Linked DNA regions of Anas platyrhynchos: region 2 is linked to region 1. Evidence: chromatin contacts called from public Hi-C data. All regions are on one chromosome and are shown on one strand. The core of a region is the stretch at or near the end of the contact, and the rest is flanking DNA. Distances in the headings are between cores, read along the strand shown. Region 1 overlaps COL4A6 (collagen type IV alpha 6 chain). Region 2 overlaps COL4A5 (collagen type IV alpha 5 chain).

The links. Hi-C and Micro-C count contacts between places; a contact is called where the count stands out from the background.
Region 2: a Hi-C map of F1 follicle shows a contact between it and region 1, with 3 times the contacts expected there. The contact joins two enhancer-like sites. A contact is called at or near these places in 3 of 8 Hi-C or Micro-C datasets (F1 follicle, F5 follicle and subcutaneous adipose tissue).

What each region holds. Positions count from the first base shown.
Region 1 is chr10:5,258,718-5,262,846 of IASCAAS_PekinDuck_T2T, forward strand. COL4A6 (collagen type IV alpha 6 chain) reads right to left here. Exons shown (of 45, transcript XM_038184659.2): 4 at 1-10. Among named protein-coding and RNA genes, the nearest start is that of COL4A6, 86 kb to the right of the region's middle. Within about 2 kb of position 1,729, at least 1 of the 8 cell types and tissues checked has an H3K27ac peak or open chromatin away from gene starts, as enhancers often do. A contact at or near this core is called in F1 follicle, where this site is marked.
Region 2 is chr10:5,366,755-5,370,883 of IASCAAS_PekinDuck_T2T, forward strand. The region is part of intron 1 of COL4A5 (collagen type IV alpha 5 chain); the gene reads left to right. Among named protein-coding and RNA genes, the nearest start is that of COL4A5, 22 kb to the left of the region's middle. Within about 2 kb of position 2,082, at least 4 of the 8 cell types and tissues checked have an H3K27ac peak or open chromatin away from gene starts, as enhancers often do. A contact at or near this core is called in F1 follicle, where this site is marked.

The sequences.
Region 1 (4,129 bases), core at 479-2,978:
CTGGTCGACCCTAACATAAAACAAAAAGTAAGTCAATGCACCACATTCACTAGCACTTTTTTTGATTACTTCAATTACTTCATCCAGCTTGAGCTATAACATAATTTGATACCTCTCAGGGTAGTTAGGACCTCCTGAAGTTTTCGCTGTACATTTTAAGACAAATGTTGTTTATAGAGGGATTTCAGGTAAGTCATGACAAATTTCCTTTTTTTTTTTTTCCTCCTGGAAGATTTATTAATACCCATATTGTTGTAGGAACATGGGAAAACAACAGTGTTTTGAGATGAAGTTGACTACTACTTACTGAGTTTGCAACCTTTATTTCCAAGCTGCAAGACAAAAAGATTTTTTGCTTATGCTTTAGTTCAACAGAGTATAACAGAAAGTCAAAACAAGATGCAAGAACTGCATCACATGCAATTAGAAAGCACACTTTAGTTAACTTGAGACTAGTACCATAGTTGGCCCAATACTGGGATTAATTCCACTGTGAATTACTTCATATTCCGCTCTGATTACCTTACCAGAGTCAGTGTGGATTTGGATTTCTTAGGCTCAAAAAAAAGAGTGCATTGACTAAGCATTGCCTGAAGATGGCAACCTTTTCTAAACCTGCAGACTCATATATGACTGATGAACTTTTACTATTCTATTACTACCTAGATGTACAGAGTCACTTGGTACTTCTTTATTTAAAAAGCCAACACTAAAGAAATTTCACTGTAGGTGCTCCAGCATCTTCTTAGCCACTTGGCAGCCGAATCCTCACCACAGTTTCATGTTAACATTTTTCAATTCAATTCAAATTCAATTCAATTCAAGAGTACCTGAAATAGATCAATAGCGTCTAAGATCCTAAAGTATGGGTAGAAATTGGCAGTTTAGATCCATGCTCTCCAGTGGCAAGACACTCAGTGGATTACATGATGTTATTCATGCAAAGAATGAAGCCTTAATTAAAATATATAGAATGGAGGAAGAAGTTTTTAATGAAAATAAATCCTCCTTCCTTCACTCCTTTTCTAGTGTTCACATCCATGGTAGTGTATTTCTCTTCTATTTCCCTAAGTCCTTAAAACAGCAGAAGGAATGCAGCTCCCTGCTGCAAGGGGTTTAGTCATCTCAGCTGGAGACATACAAAGTCCTGACTCTGCCTTGGCAGGTAGAAGACTTTGCAGTTAACTTAAAAATGCATTTTTATATGTTAATAATCAAGCATACTGAAACAGAGAGAAATTCATTTTAAAATCCTTCTTCCTGGATCATTTCTTGTACCTGTTTAGGTTGAAACATTTCATCACTTGTTCCATATTCCTACACTACTGGAGCAGGTTTCTTTCAAACTTCAGCAGTTCCCCCATTCAGCCCTGCTGTTGCCATTGTTTCACCCTGGCCTTCCAACAGAGGTGAAGTGCACCTCTTTTACATTTCATACCTTTCCTACCTAGACACTATGCACACTGTGCACTTCCAGGGGAGCAGGCTCCCATCTCAAAAGGCTTTTCTGTCGATTATTTTTAACTTTTTTTTTTCACTCTGGGATAACTATCAGTGAAATCCTTTATATTGGGAAGCACACAATCATAACATTAATACCCAAATCTTCAGAGGCCCTTGGCAACCACACCAAACAAGGAACGTGTTGTGAAAATCACATGCTTTGCTCTCGCTTACAGTCTCAGCCTTAACTTTGTAAGTTCCCATGGTCACAAGCTATTTAGACTCTTGCAGGCAGTGTTTCACTTTCAAGACATGGGGTGAGGACTGTTCACCTCCAGGCAAGCCAGTAAGGGAGAGAGAGAGACACTAAAACGGGCACATTAATGTTCTAGACAGACACCACCCTCAAAAGCTCCAGCATCCAAGCATCCACCAAGATCTCTAAGGAAAACACACTCAATTCCCCACTTGTTTGAACTGTTAACACTTCTATATTAAATTAGTTTGTCCACTGAATGATACTGCTTCACAAGGACTGGAACTGATAGCAATTAACATTTTAGGAGGCTTTTCTTTTGCACGGCTGCAGATTACTTTGCTATATGTACGTAGATGAGAGAGCAAGGACCAGTGACTAGAGGTCCTGCCTGTGTTCAGATCTGGAGGGGACAGAAAAATTAAACTTGTTTTCTACAATGTCAGTGTCCACAGGTGAAAACCTTCTTTTTGTCTTATTGAATAAATACTTTAACAGAACCTGAGGATTTTGTCCAGTGCCTTAGTCACAAACTATGAAGACACAGCAAAGTGCTTCTAATCTCTCTGATAATGGGATTATGCCATGATAATCAGGCTCTCAAGAATTTCTACTGGTTCTTTTGAAGTCTTTGTGGATGGAAATCATATTTTCTATGCTGAAACAAAGGACTTTCCTTCACTGCTAAAAAAGCTGCATTTTTCATCACTCAGTAGCACTCCCATGAACTGCCCCGAGATAAAAGCATTTTAAAGAGCAGGCGCTGTTGTGCACAGGCACAAATCCAGGATTAAAGCACGGCAAAGACTCAGGTTTTACCACAAGGTAAACTCTAGGGTTCAATGCCAGGTAGAGCTACTGTTTGACCCCGCTGAGTTTACCTTGTGGTAAAGCCTAAGTACCTAGTCTGTACTGTACTTTGGCATCATGTTCGGCTCTTATACTTCTTACTTATCCCAAGGATAAAGAGAACAAACATCTCTTAGCAGCGAGGACAAGGTTAAACATAAAACGTGAATTATACCAAACGGAAACTTCAGTGATTTAACAGAGCCCTCTATTTTTAATCTGTTTGTTATTTATATATATATAGCCTAGTAGGCTGTAGAACAACCATTAGGAACTGAAGAAAATGGTATCAGTTTGGTTTCTTGGCTGCGTGACAACTCAAAAAAAAAAAAAAAAAGGAAAGTATAGAATTTCAGTAACATCAAGCAAGGACAAAGTCTATGAAATCATTGCAACTTGCAGATGTTTTCATGGATGCCCGCTAGAATTCCATATATTTGAAACCCATGAGCTGTATCCTCAAACACACTTGTGTATCAGGCTTTTACTACCCAAGCAGCACAAAGTGAGGATGCCTGACTCTCTGTAATGAATAGCTCATCGGTACACAACAAGAAAAATGGCATCGTATATCTGTCACCTCTCCATAGATTAATTTCAGAATTTCGTGCCACAAGTTGTGTTATATGCATCCCTGCAATGTGCTTAGCCATTGCAACCATTAAAAATACAGAGATGCTTCCCAAGAAACCCAGGTGTCCATTCTTGATGTAACTAACAGGAAAAAAATGACAGAAGTAGGAACCACACATAGCTTCTGAATCTATACCCACTACAGAAGGCAGCAAAATCAAATGGCCCCAGAACATGCTTTGATCAGGTCTTTCAAGATGGAAAAAGTTCTGTAACACGTGCCTTCTTCCCTTCACCCCTGTAATCCATCTGCAGCCCTGGGTGTCATGAGGAAAAGCCAGTAATAATGGGGCCTCTCTAAGGAATTCGCTGCTACACAATCAAATACACCGGTTTCTCTATTGTCCCTACCCCTTTTGCCAACTCTAATACCCCACATAAATTTTTGCCCACTGCAGCAGAGCTGCTACACATAGCACTGCGAATTCCAAACATTCCTTTTTTTTTTTTTTTTCCCATTTCCTCTGCTAGCTTGGAAAATAAAGTGCAAATAGATTTGATTTTTTCACATGGTAGCAGTATGGAACCACTGGACATGCCCCTAATTTCAGGGACAAAAGCAAATACAAGTGCCTTCTCACCTGGGGGGCAGTTCGATTCTCCTCGCTCACTACCAGATATTAACTCAGTGGTTCATCAGCAAAAACGGATGCTAAAACTCACAACATGAGAAAAGTTTGAGAATATTGCTAACCTAGCAGAATGCTGCTGGTCAAGTAGGGCAGAACCAATTTCTCCTTTGCTAAGTTTTTAGACCTCCCTATTTCAAAGAGCAAAGCATTACTATTATTACTTCAAACAAACTAAAGATCCAGTGCATGTAAAGAGCCACTGGATTTAAAGACATTCATGTTTTCTCAAACTAGAGCATAAATCTCTCAAACAGATTAAGGGTTGTTTTCTCTAGCATGGCTTTTGATCTCTGTTCTGTACAGTATTAAGTTGTAC
Region 2 (4,129 bases), core at 832-3,331, 110 kb after region 1:
AGTTACACCTTCTATTCATTATCAACTTCTGATGTGTAAATTTCAAGTTCTGTCAAACAACTAGCATCTCTCCCTATATCTGACTTTTACAGTAGAAAGAGCATTAAATTCTTGTTAAATAACAATGGCCAAGTGCTAATGTGTTATTTAGATACTGATGCGTTCTTCAGCTTGTGGGTTTTTTAGGTTATTTTTTCCCTCTACACCCCCTTCCTCCCCCTGCTGCCAAGTACCTTACTGCCCTGCAGCTGCGTGGCTGTAATGGTGAATCACTCCCAAAGCACAGTTACACCTCCCATCTATCTGCCTCAGTAGTTGTTACTAATGTGTTGACTAACTGTTGTTACTTCGATTCTGCCTCGTGTAAAATCAGGGTAATCTATCTGAAGCCATCGAGCAGCCCTCTATAACTTTTATTAACTTGTTCTTAGTAGTCCATAAAAACAATTTGCCTTTCCCTTCACAGGTTTAGGAAGTCCCAAGTTGCAGATCTCTCCAGGAATAGCATCATCTGTCTTGTGTGTGTTTTGTTTGTTTATATGGTTGTGAATGGCAGCTGGGAGGTGGGGAGGGAGTGGGGAGGCTGAAATTGTCTTGTAACTGACATCTCTGGGCTTGATGAGAAGAGGGGAATGTGCCTAATGCTCAAGGCAGTTTTCCAGCCAAAACAAATCTTGATAACTTAGGTTTATTCATTCCAGTGAGCAAACTGTTACAAACGTGTGGCCAAGAGTAAGAAGTGACTTTGATTTCAAATGTGTACCTCTTCAAACTGGAAAACAAACCAAAAAATAAAAAAACAGTTCTGTTGGTGGCATAAAGCAATTTTTTTCAGTCCACGTAAGACACAAAAGACTGAGCTTGTTCTGGAAGAATTATCCTTTGACTAGAAAACCAATACCATCCCTCCTTTTATGCCCTAATGAAAAGAGCTTGCTGTCTACACACTAGTTCAATGGGGGAGAAGCTGTCAGGAAAATCCAATGAAAGGATTAGCTCAACTTGAATAGATTAATTAGAGCCCTTGATTGTGTCCTGCTATGCAAAAGTCACAGCAAAGGAAATGGCAATGATAGTGAGTTCATCCTCACAGGTACAGGAGGGGTTGTCAGCGGGCACACAGTAGGCAAGAAGCAGATCTAAGAAGTTGCAGTCTGTCTGACAAGCTGTATCCATTTGTTGTCCATCCTCCTGTAGTTGAAAACTAAAAGATTTTAATGGTCATGGAGCTTATACGATCAAATCTTTATGATCAAGCCACAATTCATTATTCCATCCAATATCTTAGCTTTCCTGTTGCATAAGGTCTACGCTGCATCCTACTGACCAGAGCTAGGATTTGAGCTAGTACCGAAGCCACAGGGGCCTTGTTCAGTTTCCTGAACCTGTCACAAATGTACCAAGTGCAGCTTGGAGTTCCAGGAGCTCCACTGAGGCTTGAAGTCAATTTGTTATGTTTGAAAACACAGCAAGCTAGCTAACAGTCACTCGTTCTGATAATGAAGCTGTTACTGAGGGCAAACTACTGGCAGCGGCCATCTAAATCTTGATTTTAATGTAGGCTTTCTGTGCTTGAAATGTAGTCGCTACTGTGCATAGCACGGAGCCTGGATTTGATTCATTTTTGCATTAACGTGAGATACAGAATGAAATCTGTGATATCAGGTCTCTTGCCTGTGGCTGCAGAGTGGCTTTCAGACTTGTGCTGGCTTGTTACACAGTTTGTGTTCTCCTGTAGCACAATTCTTGTGCCTGCTTTCCCAAGTAAAAAAAAAAAAAAAAAAAAAAAAAGACCTTGAGATTACTGAAAAGTCTAAACAAGAAGCAAGCTTGTATTTAGAATAGGTCATTAAGCTTCTTGGTTTTTGACTGTGCTGAGATGTTGAACTTGGTTTTTGTTAGATTGCTGTATGACCCATAAGTGGCATGAACTGATCTTGATAGTGTATGAATTCCTAGGGCTTTCTCTTCAAACTGCTTAGTTCAGAAACGTTAATGTGGTGGGGATAGAAGTTACTGCAGAATAAAAACCACAATCTGTCCGGCTACTGCTTCTGTACAGCAAGATAAGTGACTCTGCTGAGGGAATGTTGCTTGATAAGCTTGCGGGCGAATAGATTGTCCCAGGATTTAAGCCAAAAACTCCCATTGTTTGACTGTAGCGAGCATTTGGAGAGAACTTTCTGACTACAGGCTGTTTTCAGCTCCCCTTACTTCTGTTTGGGAAAGACCGCGTTCCCTTCCTGCGGGGAAAACATCTGAACCGAGTATGCAAAACAATCTGTCAAAAAGTGCTCAGTGAGTACACTTGACTCTTTGGGGTGGGCGAATTGTCTAAGTTAAGTGGCTGTCCAGTGTCTGAATCCAGCCTGAATATACAAATGACTTTGGAAGACAGTCACAGGGATGTCTATTTTAAGAAAAGGAAGAAAGTCTTGTGGTAGGAGCTATGGTGATTAACACAGAACACTTTTTCTTTAAGCTAAAAATGAGATAAGGGAAAAAAGCACTCTTTAAAGTATCCTATATAGGAAGACCCGTCCTAGTAAAAAGCTGTTTTTAAGGGCACAATTTTGGGAAGGGTGCACTTTAATCTTTTGGCATCATATCCACCATTACTTATTACCAACATACACAAGAAAAATGCTTTGTCAGCTCTGTAAAGAATGAAAATCAGCACAAGTCCCTGACCATAAACAAGCTGACTTAAAGCTTGGGGCTTTGCTTCATTTTGGGATGCCCAGATTTGAGAGGGTGGAACCCAGGGTGTGTTAGACTTCCCCCCACCAGATCAGAATAAAGCTTAAGGGGAGAAGGGGAATCTTTTGGCTTTTTCATTTCTTAGGTTATAATAAAGATGGAGCCAGGCTCCTCTCACCCTGTATAGGATAAGAGGGGATGGGTACAGATTGTACCTTAGCGAACTCAGTGAGATTTGGAGGGCACGCTTCACCACAAAGGTCTTCCTTGTGCAGGGAAACTCACTGCTGCATGGCATGGCGAGACAGGTAACTTGCTCTTTGGGTTACTCTTGTACTGTGAGGCACGGGAATATTACATGTAACTAAGGTTAATCCCTTTTAAATGAAGCTTTATTAACGAGATTAATCCTAAAACTGATTCAAAAGGATCTTGTCTTTTTTAAATACGCTTCTGAAAGTGAAAAGGATTGGATATGGAATTCATGGAGTAACTTGGGTTGCAGGGGGACTTCAGAAGGGCATCTGGCCAAACACCCTGCTTCAAGCAGGGTCAGCTCTGAGGTCAGGCCAGGTTACTCAGGACTTTGGTCTGATCATTGAAAACCTAAACTGTCCAGGAAGGTTCAACTTCACTTTAGGAAATAGCTCAGTAACTCCCTGATAACTGAGAATTTTGAGTTTTCATGTATGTCAAATCAAGAAACTGATTACAAAAGCTAAATGAAAGGTGTGGAGATATGTCCTAGTTGTGCTGGGTAGAACTACTGCCCACTTAAAACTTAAAGCTCTGCCTTTTGCCCCCAGCTGGTTTATCCAGGGTTTGTGTAGCTCCAGGTGAATTAAGCTACTTGGGTGCTTTCCTTCTGATGCTTGGTAATGTGTTTAGGCTAAGAGCCAGGACATTGCTAATGCCAGGTAGGTGATGGGTCATGTCTCTGGGATAATGAAGGCTCGAGTTAGCGTGGGTATACTTGAGAACTGACAAACCGGCTGCTCTCCTGCCTGCCTGAAACTTTCTCTGTACGTACTGTTCTTTGCAGGGGTTACTTGGGGTGGGGGGACCCCACACCCTCAGCTTTTCAAACTTCCAGTGTTTGTGCCATCATCTTGGTTAGAATAATGCTGCACATGTCCTCAGAACAAGTTAAGTCCTAAAGTATGTTGGGTAGTGTATCATCTAACATTGCTTATCTTTTTCACTGAAAGAGGCTTGACAATTGTCTGTGTATTATGTACAGGTATTTTACAAAGTCTCATTTATTCCAGAAATATCTCTTCTTTAAACAGTTCACTTCTGAAATCAGCAAGGAATTGTAATGAGTATCATATGTTGAGTGGGGGAGAGTTTAAACTGAGCAAATAGAGTTACCTGATTTGCATCATCTTTGTGAATTGAGTTTCTGTATCTCCTTCCTCTGACCCCCTTA